Regions from separate parts of the Mus musculus genome. Here region 2 is linked to region 1. A link is a contact called in public promoter capture Hi-C data. All regions are on one chromosome and are shown on one strand. Each heading gives the region's core, a stretch centred on a gene start, on an enhancer-like site or on the middle of the called end of the contact. The rest is flanking DNA. Distances are from core to core; before and after follow the strand shown. Region 1 overlaps Cdc42 (cell division cycle 42). Region 2 holds the start of 1700013G24Rik (RIKEN cDNA 1700013G24 gene).

Evidence for each region. Promoter capture Hi-C pulls out the DNA fragments that hold promoters and counts their contacts.
Region 2: a contact with region 1 is called in a promoter capture Hi-C map of the HPC-7 cell line. The contact joins the promoter of 1700013G24Rik here to the enhancer-like site in region 1. A contact is called at or near these places in 12 of 39 promoter capture datasets (3T3-L1-derived adipocytes, the C10 cell line, the HPC-7 cell line and 9 more), 1 of 15 datasets of contacts at CTCF or cohesin (pro-B cells), 24 of 484 Hi-C or Micro-C datasets (B cells, CD8 T cells, the G1E-ER4 cell line and 18 more) and 3 of 115 datasets of contacts at active chromatin or transcription factors (double positive thymocytes, embryonic stem cells and memory CD8 T cells).

The regions. Positions count from the first base shown.
Region 1 is chr4:137,323,638-137,329,169 of GRCm38.p6, forward strand. It overlaps Cdc42 (cell division cycle 42), which reads right to left. Exons shown (of 6, transcript NM_009861.3): 4 at 5,378-5,487; 5 at 5,076-5,273. Among named protein-coding and RNA genes, the nearest start is that of Cdc42, 31 kb to the right of the region's middle. Within about 2 kb of position 3,079, at least 16 of the 459 cell types and tissues checked have an H3K27ac peak or open chromatin away from gene starts, as enhancers often do. A contact at or near this core is called in the G1E-ER4 cell line, the HPC-7 cell line, adipose-derived mesenchymal stem cells and 2 more, where this site is marked.
Region 2 is chr4:137,451,053-137,456,584 of GRCm38.p6, forward strand. 1700013G24Rik (RIKEN cDNA 1700013G24 gene) reads left to right here and starts at 2,244. Exons shown (of 2, transcript NM_027063.2): 1 at 2,244-2,303; 2 at 3,434-4,409. The coding sequence starts at 3,484. The coding sequence ends at 4,344. All of the region lies in intron 1 of Gm13010 (a long non-coding RNA gene), which reads right to left.

The DNA of each region.
Region 1 (5,532 bases), core at 1,829-4,328:
TACACCCGTAGAGGAACCATAGCCACACAATCCATTCGATACAAAATAAATGAGATAGCAATCAAAAAATAAGGTTTACACATTTTCTTCTTCTATATCCTTTTCCCAGTAGAAATACTAGACTAATGCTAAAGTACTTCTGAAGTCTATCCATGCATCTGTTATGAATACTCACAGGCAAATACAAAAAGAAACCAGAGGGTGGGAGGGAAATTCTTTGTAATAATTATAATGGGGAAAAGGACTGAGAAAGTAGGGTATACTAGATTGAAAAAGGAACTCCTAGCCAGGTGAGACTGACTTAACGTCAGCACTCAGAAGGCAGACAGGAGAATCCTGAGCTTGAAGTCAACCTGAGCTACAGAGGGAAACCTGTCAAGGAAAGGAAAGGAAAGGAAAAGAGAAAGGGAAAGGGGAAAGGGGAAGGGGAGAGGAGAGGGGAAGGGGAAGGAAAGGAAAGGAAAAAGAAAAAGAAACATTTTTTAATAATAATAATAAAATAGAACCTTTTCTTTTGTATTTACTTCAGGAAAAGATCAACAAAGTATCTTATGAAGCAAAGCTAATCTTAGCTTCATTACTAACTTATTACATAAAAGTTTAGCTAAAGAGGAGTCCACAAAACTGAACTTCTACATATAACCACAAACCCCATTTTTGATCTTTTACTTCTTTGACTTCTCCGAATTTCAGAATCTGAAGAAAAATATAACTCCCTACTCGCCCACTCGTAAATGACTCAATAATACAATGGAAATCTTACAGAAAGTGTTCAATTGTCTAGAACAAGCTTTGCCAGCAACCTGAAACTGAGTCCATATGATCTATTTAACTCTTTCTCCAAAGCATCCCATATCTAAAGAACAGACTGCTTGCCTCAGATACATGCTGTTGGACTCCACATACTTTCTTCTCCTGACTCCCCACACAAACTCACACATGCAAGCCTGTCCTTGCCTCTCAGGCAGGGATATAATACTAGAACACTTTGCTTGTCTCAGTCTGTGCTATAAAGGGTTAGTTTAAAATGTTTGCTTCTACAATGAGATCAACTGATAAACTGAGCTTGGGGGATATGGAACTAAGAAATTGGTCCTTAAAATTATTCTGCAGAATCTGTTAAGTACAATGGCTTTATGTTGAAATATACAACCAAGCAAAATGCCAAGAGCTTAAATTATGCATCCAGTCCTTCACACACTCCCTCATAAAAAATTTAACTATGTGTAACAGTACATATTACTGACATATTAATTAGATCAAGAACCCAACATTATTAAAAATTGTATTTTATATATTAGTTGCCTTCATTTTCATTAGGCATGTAGATCTGTACGAATGCCAATTCGTACCAAAATTCTTTCCTTTGTTCCTAAAACCACACTCAGAACCAGGAATGGGCAATGTATGGTGAGTAACTATCAACTTGGCCGAATCCAGACACGTCTGGGAATGACCTCTTGGGTCCGCTTGTGGAGATGAACGTGATTATACTGACTCATGTGGGAAGAGCTACTTTAATTGTGGGTGGGACAATTTCCTGGGCAGAGGATTTGGGACTGGATAAGGATAAAGTATGCTGAGCACTGGCAGCACTGTTCTGTTTCTAAACTGGATACAATGTGACCAGTGGCCTGAGCTCCTGTTCCCTTGACATTCTGCACATGATGGACTGTACTTTAACTGTGAGTCCAAATAAACCTTTCTCCTTAAAGTTGCTTCTGTCAGGGTATTTTGCTAGAATAAGAGAAAAGGAACTAAGACACAGTGGTATAAAGTTACGGAAATTGAACTGCACACATGTTGTTCGCTCTCACTCACTGCTCCCTAGACACACCACTCAAAAATGGCCAGAGGAAAACTCCATAAAGGAAATAATACCCTTAAAAACACTTGAGAGTGCTCGCTTCGGCAGCACATATAGCATGGCCCCTGCGCAAGGATGACACGCAAATTCGTAAAGCGTTCCACATTAAAAAAAAAACAAAAAAAAAAACACAGGAGACTGGAGGTAACACATAAGACATATATTTTTGCAGACTATGCCAAAAGTAGCCCAGAGAGTAACGCCCTGACTCAAAAGCATCAAATAGTGCACTTAATTCTGTCCCAGTTGAATCATCCTAGAAATTGTGTGGTATAGTAAGGAAGAAAAATTTAAGTATCTAAAATGGCGGGGAGGGGGGAGCCCACACACCCACTTTTAAGTCTGTACTTATCTGAACCTCACCTGACAGTTTACTAACTCCATCTATCTTGTCAGCTTACAGACACTTCCACTGGGCTCCCCCAGGGACCTAGCATTAGCACCAGGTATGGGCTGTATATAAAAGGCTTTCAACTGGACATGTGATTTCATCATCTTAAGATGACCATATGGTATAAAGTAACAATTATAAAACTTCTTAGTCCTAATGAATTCTGTTTATTACTGTATCTCCTTTTAGACTAAGAGTAACAAGTCTCAAATACTTTAAACTGGTGCAGGTTTTTATTATGATAGGATATTAACACGCTATATATGTGATTCAACCCTGGTTTAAAATATTCTTTAGATGATGATGAAAATTCAAGGTTATAAATGTCTATTCAGATTAACAAAAGTTAACTTAGAATGTTCATAGCCACTGTGTGTTTCTCTCTGACTGGTCTGTATGCATGAACAAATGCAGTTTCTTTCTCCTGCTGCCAGTCTCCTAGGCTCACTCAATACATGTCTTGGTTTCCGGCCATTGGATCTAATATAAGAAGGAGTCAGATGTTATTTAAATATGGATAATATTAAAATTGTTTATACTGTTCCCTTGCTGGTTTATACTGTTCTAGTTCATTGCTAGCTCTAAAAATGGGTTACCACTCACTCTTTTTAAGACCCAGGCATGTTTTTAAAGCCCAGGGTCAAAAACAAGATCACTGACTTATAAATTATCGGATATGGGTAAAACTCATGACCAGGGTTAGTAACTGAAAGTTTGTACTTAGATAATCATAAACCATGTGACACAATTCCATTCTGGGATACAAACAGCAAACAGCTGCCTGCCATCTGTGCTATGGGATAAAGAAGCTGCAAGTCATGGCTTCATCCACGTCTAACTAAACCGCAAGCAACACATGACATGAGCTGACCACAGAAACAGGCTACCAAGGAAGCTTTTATGTTCTATAAAGGTCAGAAATGTGCCCAGTCTCTAATTATAAACTATATTTATAGATTTAGAAATTTTATTTTGATACTAGAAGAGCAAAATCAAAATCTTAATTTTTAAATCTAAACTTAACAGAGATAAAACACAAAGTCCTAGCCAGGCGGTGGTGGCTCACACCTTTAACCCCAGCACTTGGGAGGCAGAGGCAGGTGGATTTCTGAGTTCGAGGCCAGCCTGGTCTACAAAGTGAGTTCCAGGACAGCCAGGGCTACACAGAGAAACCCTGTCTCGAAAACAAAGAAACAAACAAACAAACAAACAAAAAGCCCCACAAAGTCCTAATCTTAGGAAGCTACTAAATTATTGTCAACTGTTAAGGATAATTAAGAAATGCAAGTGAAGGGGCTGGAGAGATGGCTCAGCGGTTAAGAACACTGACTGCTCTTCTGAAGGTCCTGAGTTCAAATCCCAGCAACCACAAGGTGGCTCACAACTACCCATAATGAGATCTGACACCCTCTTCTGGAGTGTCTGAAGACAGCTACAGTGTACTTACATATAATAAATAAATAAATCTTAATAAAAAAAAAAAGAAATGCAAGTTGATAGTAACCTTATAAATAAATGATCAAATCTTTTAATGTGTCCAAAAATATATTTGAGGTTTCTCTATGAATTGACGTAATTACAAGATGAAGTTTTACTTAGCCCCTTGTTTTATGTTTGCAAGGTACAGTTTAGCGCAGATACCTGAAAACAGACAAAGATTGTTTAACTCAGATATGCTCGGTGGGTACTAGCCCTCAAGCCTGTCAGAGACCTGTTGACTATGGCATTTAATATGCTTAAACTTATTATATGACAGTGACTCCCAAATCCTAACAGTGATACACAACCCACCTCTGCAAGTTCTTCAAGAAGATATAGGCAGAATGACAAAAGACTAAACCTGGATTAGAGTACATTGACCAGTGGACAGACTGGCCCCTGCCTTGCCCACTAGGGCCCAGCCTGCACTGTGGGCAAACCGGACACGGGAAAACTTACTGCTATGATTTATTGCTAAGTGTTGCTGAAGACAAGATGAGGTCAGTCTCTCCCATGTTCCTTCTCCACAAAAAAAAAAAAGGCCTCCCTCTTCTGGCCTAATGGCCAAAGACCACCTCTGACCACAGTGCAACAGGACCACAGGAATCTGGGACAACTGTCTAGATAGTGGTCTCTGTCATTCCAGACTGCTCAGAGCACTGGAATCTCCCAACCTTAAACAGGCATCCCAGTCTTCCAGAGCTCTGACATCAATGTCCTAATTTCAACTAAGAAGCAGTTACAGAAGAGATTATGTTGCCCTTATCATAAACAAAAGGTTGAAATGTCAGGGCCAAATTCTGACAGATGGACAAAAAGCCCTCACTCCTCAGGAAGTCATTTCCTTATCACTGGCAGAAGGGACAAATTGCTACCTAGGGTGCCTATTAGCATAACCAAGTGCATGCTGACCTCCACCCACTCCTTACCCTCAACTTCTCCAGCTCAGAAGCCCCCATCCCACCCCACCCCACTCCACCTCCAGCTTCTCATTCCCTTCTATTTCAGCCCTCTCTTGGTCCTCCTCTCTCTTCTTCCTTCAAACCCCACCACCACCATGGCCAAGTCCAGTTTGCTGGCCATGTTCAGTCTATTTTCTCTCTCATCTCTGGATTCTTCCTGATGTCTTTCCTTCATATCTACAATAAAAAACCTTCCTCTCAACTATACCTTGGAATAGTCATGTCAGTTTATGTACTCTGCAGAACTACACTCACACAGTATACATTCACGGACAAATTTTTAAGGGAAAAAAGAAAGAATAAAAGGAAAGAGCCTCTGTATCCTAATGCTCAAAACAACTGACTACAGAGACATAGGTTCCAGAGCCCTCCTTACCTGTGTGAGGGCAGAGCACTCCACATACTTGACAGCCTTCAGATCCCGCGCCAGCTTTTCAGCAGTCTCTGGAGTAATAGGCTTCTGTTTGTTCTTGGCAAGTTTCTCAATAGTAGAGGGGTCATCTCTGAGATCAATTTGGGTCCCAACAAGCAAGAAAGGAGTCTTTGGACAGTGGTGAGTTATCTCAGGCACCCACTAAAAGCAAGGTTTTAAAATGTTTTGTTAATCCACAAGCCACTGAAACTGTAACAGGGCAACAGGAATTCTGTGCATGTTTCAAAGGGCAGAACCTGACTTACCTTTTCTTTCACATTTTCAAATGAGGATGGAGAGACCACTGAGAAACATACTAGAAAAACATCTGTCTGTGGATAACTTAGCGGTCGTAGTCTGTCATAATCCTCTTGCCCTAAAGAAAGAGTTAAGAGAGGTTGGCAACTGAGATTTGGTATCC
Region 2 (5,532 bases), core at 994-3,493, 130 kb after region 1:
GCTGAAACCTTGGGTGAGGGTCCGATGACCCTCCCTCGTTCCTTCCGTCTTTGAGGAGACATCAACAAGCAAGATCGTGAGGGTCTCTTGGATTGAGAGGGTAGTGTCTGCTAGGCTCTAGGATGGTGGTCCACAATAGAACTGTCTGTTTAATAGAGGGTCTAGGTCAATGTTCAGTAGCCTGGACCAGGAGCCTGTGGGAGCTTAGAAAGTATCTTTGTCCTCTCAGCGGGAAGAGATGAATACTGAAGTCATCAGGCACAAAAGCTGCTGTGGTCTGCAACTTGCTGAGCATGGTGATGTATATGTGCGTGACTGAAGTGCCAAATGTGGAGACAATTTTTTTTGATACAATGTTTAGTTAGAGGATTTGCATGGAGAACATGTGGGGACCAGAATGATAGTTCCATGAAGAAAGTTGCTTGCTTTCCAAGCCAGACGACCCAAAATAAATGCCTAGTACTCATGGAAGAAGAACAGAAGTGACTCCTGTAAGCTTTCCTCTGATCTCCACTAAGGCGTGTGCATACCCACATGGAAGCACACACAGAGACTAAAGTGAAAAAGAGAGAGGACATGGCGGCTCGTCGTCTTCTAAGTTTCAGATATACATATAAGTTTCACACACACATATATAATATATATATATAAGCATACTATATATAAGCACATAAAGTATATAGTATACACACACTAATATACATACATAGAATATATGTAATATACACATTATATACAAACATTGTATATATGGTGTATATATGTATAGAATAAGAGTATATGTATGGCCGGTCGTGGTGGCACATGCCTTTAATCCCAGCACTTGGGAGGCAGAGGCAGGCGAATTTCTGAGTTCGAGGCCAGCCTGGTCTACAGAGTGAGTTCCAGGACAGCCAGGACTACAGAGAAACTCTGTCTCGAAAAACAAAAAACAAACAAACAAAAATAATATATGTATGAACACACTATATATACACATATAAAGTATATATATTATATACATATTACACTATATACATACTACACACACACACATGCACCCGTGCACACACTTTGTATGAGAGATTGGTTTTCCAGTCCTGGCATTTGTTTTTTTGTTTTGTTTTGGTTTTTTTTGGGGGGGGGGTTGTTTGTTTGTTTGTTTGTTTGTTTGTTTGTTTGTTTGAGACAGGGTTTCTCTGTATAGCCCTGGCTGTCTTGGAACAACCACGCCCCGCCCAGTCCTGGCATTTGAACCCAAGTCTTGTATATGTTCACGAAGCCCTATACCACCACGCTGTGCCTCGGTCTTCCCCCTTGTTTTCTGTGGTGCTGGGACTGAAATCCCAAGTTTGGAACAAGCAAAAAACAGGTCCTATCAGGTCTTGGACACTCTGCAGGTCCTACCTTCCCCCTCACCTCTCACCCCTCCTTTGTACTTTCCGGAGAAGTCCTGAGCCTGGAAGGTGAGGGAAAGGGAAGCAGAGAGAATGGGGAAGAGAAGAACAGGAGGAGGGAGGGAGGGAGAGGGAGGGAGGGAGAGGGAGGGAGGGAGAGGGAGGGAGAGAGAGGGAGGGAGGGAGAGGGAGGGAGGGAGAGGGAGGGAGGGAGGGAACCAGAGTTGACCGAACTTTGCCAGGCTCAGGTAGTGGACAAACTGTCACATCTCAGTCAGAAACTTAATTCATCCACCAAGAACCAAACTGTACTTTCAACATGAGGTAAAATGGGATGGAGAGACAGTCTTCCTGAGAAATAGCACAAGATCTCAGGGAGGACGTGGGCTGCTTGTTTGGCACTTGCTCACTGGATTAGTCCTGGAAACCCAGACCCAGTGGGGGCCGTGAGATTCAGGAAGGAGTACCGAGACCTGTCCCTGAGGAGACAACACACACCATCCCAGGCCTGACACACAGAAGGTCCTCTACAGAGAGCTGCTTCCCGCTCTCAACCCCCGAGAATGGGTTCCCCAAAGGACAGCCCTTGGAGGAGGCCCAACAGAAAGGAGAAATGATGGTATGTAATGCCAGCCAGAAGTGTGTTTGGGCTAGCACAATCCTTTCAATTCAACCCAAGAAAGACAAAGAATACTGAAAAAAAAAAGCCACATTAGTCTGGGTTCAAAAATAGGACCCATCTGTTCTGGCAGGTTGCTAGTAGTTCCTGCCCCTGAGGCTGGGGCCTGGTCGGAATGACCCCAGGAGGCCCTTCACTACCTTAGGATTCTATGATTCTATGACATGGCCAGCAGTCTGGAGCGGCAGAAAGAGGGTGTCCCCAGTGGAGAGCCAGGGAGGTCTATGTCATCTACCTCCTAAGAAAGGGTGAGAGAGGCGCTGGCCCATGACAGCCAAATGGGGTCCCACAGACAAGGAAAGGAAAGGGGCTTGAGCTGGGGCAGCTCTGAGTCGTCTCTTGTTTTTCTAGAGTAGGGGTTGAGGTGTGGTTGGGCCAGACAGGGGAGAGGCCAGGACATTCCAGCCATTTTAGACCCAAAAGACAAGGGCAGCTGAGGGGCCGTGGCAGGAGAGGGCTCTGCAGCTGTTTTTTGGGTGGGGCAGGCTCAAACACTGCCCTGTTGGTACAGAATAAATATCAGAAGCCAGGCGGAGCTGGCAGTAGTCAGGGAGACTCTCAGGAGAGGTGGTGAACTGACCAGTATGGGAGACCAAGTCTCGAATAAAATGTCTACTTTAGGACCAAAAAGAGCGGGCACTCCACCGCTCTCTGTTCAAATGGGGCAGGGGAAGAAATCCCATCCTGTCAGGGAAGATTAGAACCAAACAATCTGGCAGAAAGGTTTGAGACTTTCCTCTAGCCTAGGATGGCTTTGAACTCACTATGGGGCTAAGGTGGCCCTTTTGAACTCTCTTTTGTGCTGGGAGTAGAGGTGGCTGCCAACTGGCAATGGAAGGCTATTTCCCACCTTATGCCTCATTGTGGCAAGAATAAATGAGTCGTGTAGGACATGAGGTGACAAAGGACAGAGTGCAGAGGACTAGTCTATAGTGGAAGATGGTGGGGGTGGGGGAGGGGCGGTGAGGTAACGCTAGTTACCACTGTGGGCTAGCTGTTGGGTGTCATCTAGGGCCTGTCTCTATCTCATTAGAGACTGCTACTTTGGCCACTGTGGGGTCCCTGCTTTGGAATCTGAGAAATGTGGCCTCAAAGAGGCTGCCCTATGTTTTCTGTAGGGCAGCCCCCCTCTATGTCCCCTCCCACGGTCCTCTTGAGGTCTCAGTCACTTTGATGGCCATTCCTTTCTCCTTATCTCTCACCCCTCTTTTGTACTTTCTGGAGGTCCTGAGCTTGGAAGAAGAGGGGAAAGGGAAGCAGAGGAAACAGGGGAGGGGAAGATCAGAGAGGGAGGTGACAAGGAGTGGGAGCTGATCTCTCTCTCTCTCTCTCTCTCTCTCTCTCTCTCTCTCTCTCTCTCTCTCTCTCTCTCTGGCAGGTAACCAGCCAAACGCTGTCACACCTCCGAAACTTGACCCGGCCAGAAAGATGTCTGGACGCCAGGTAAGCCGGTCCAACACTTACAACCACTTGAGCCAACCCAACAACGTGTCCTTCCCTCCTCGAACTCCAGGCTGGACCCAGTATCCCAATATGAACAACGGCAAGGGTCTGCGAAGCCGCCTTCCAAGCGGCTCCGAGTTAAGCACCTCCAGCGGCCAATCTGGCCACTCCGAGCAATCCTTCAACTCCACCACCTCCTCAGAACTTCCCTTGGGGAAGATCTGCATGGGCCGCCCCTATACCTCCAAGTGTGTAGAGACGAGTCACCTGACGAGAGGCCCCAAGGTGGTCAAAAAGCCCACCTGTCAACGCAGCAGCCCTCACTGCCTGATCTGCACAGACCAACCATCGTGCCCCTCCAGTCCTACCTTCCTAGACCAGCTCATCAAAGGCATTAGCTACCTGGACAGATCCACCAATGTTTTCAACAACAGCAGCTACCCCAAAGCCCTGAGCTTACCTCAGCTGGCGGCTACCTATCTGGAAAGAGCTGCTAACTCCCTCTACCTGGACCAAACGGAACGCCCCCCACCCCGAAGCTATTCCACTCCCAGCACTAGCACAGCCGCTGCCAATCAGCCCCCAGCCAACAACTGCTTGGTCCCTTCCACTCGGGACACCAAGAGCCTGCAGTGCCTGGGTTCCACTGGTTTGAACTATCAACAACGGCCTAACAGCCAGACTTTCAATGTCGAGACACCTCAGAGGCCCGGGGTAAAACTGCCAGAGATTCCCCTGTTCGGCAACGGGTTCTTCTCCTTAGGTCGTCTGCCCAAGTTCTGGGAAGCAATCCGTTCCGGATGGAATGCTCCTGTGCCCACCCCTAAGCCCGAGGGCTGGTGGTGACATGGATGCCACCTTTGTCCAGTGGGCACATGGCCACCGTGTGGAAAATAAATTATCATAAGATGAAACAGGGGCTCTTTTTCTCCCCCTAAAGTAGAGTCTCAACTCAGTTGCCCAGGCTGGAACTCCTGACACAACATATCTTTGTTGTTGTTGTTGTTGTTGTTGTTGTTGTTGTTGTTATTCCAGTTAGGGTTACTATTGCTGTGATGAAACACCATGACCAAAAGCAAGTTGGGCAGGATAGAGTTAGAATGAGGGAACCTTCCCTCCAACTACCTTGAATGTCTGGGAAAATATTGACTGAGTCACTGAGGACTCGAATCCCAGCTGACTTCAAGGATATGAGTCCCATAAGGAACCTAGCAGCTCCGCAGTCCTGTTGGCTAAGGAACCCTGAAGCCCCAGATGATAGCGGAGGCCTCAGATCCTTTGCTCCCCACTCCAGGCCTGTTCTCTCCATCTTAAGTCTGGATGTAGAACTTCACTGATCCAAGGACCTCTGAACTTGACTGAGTGGGTGCTCCTGTCCCAGGCCAGGCCTGGAGTCTCGTGGACTAAGAATAAAGAGTGACTTAAACAAGTGCTTTAGTTCCCACCATCCCCAGCCACCTTGCTAGGCTTCCCATCAATCATTGCACCTTAGGGCCCAATTCTTTACGGGAGAAAACTTGGTCCCTTCCACTCGGGACACCAAGAGCCTGCAGTGCCTGGGTTCCACTGGTTTGAGCTATCAACGGCCTAACAGCCAGACTTTCAATGTCGAGACACCTCAGAGGCCTGCTCCTTATTATTGACACTCCCTTGTCTCCCTGGCAACATAAAAGCCAATAGCTCTGAGTCTAGAAGGGGGTCGCTTGAGAAAAGGCAGAACTCTGAGGCTCCCAGCATTCTTTTGCCCTTAGAAGCAACAGTGACCTGCTGAAGCCTCTGACAAGTTCCTATGGTCAAGCAGGGAAGGTAACAGGCCCAAGTGTCCCCCTCGTGGGATCACAAGGATAGGAGGAAAAAAAGGGCAGAGGCATCAAACTCCTGATGCACTAATTTCAGATTCACTCCCATATTTGATTCCTCCTTTGGTCTAGGGCTCAGCATGTAGAAATCTCAATTCTCCATCCCTCCTCCTTTTTCCTCCTCAAAATAAGATGCCCCCTTAGTCCACACCTACCAGTTCCCATTCCCCAGATG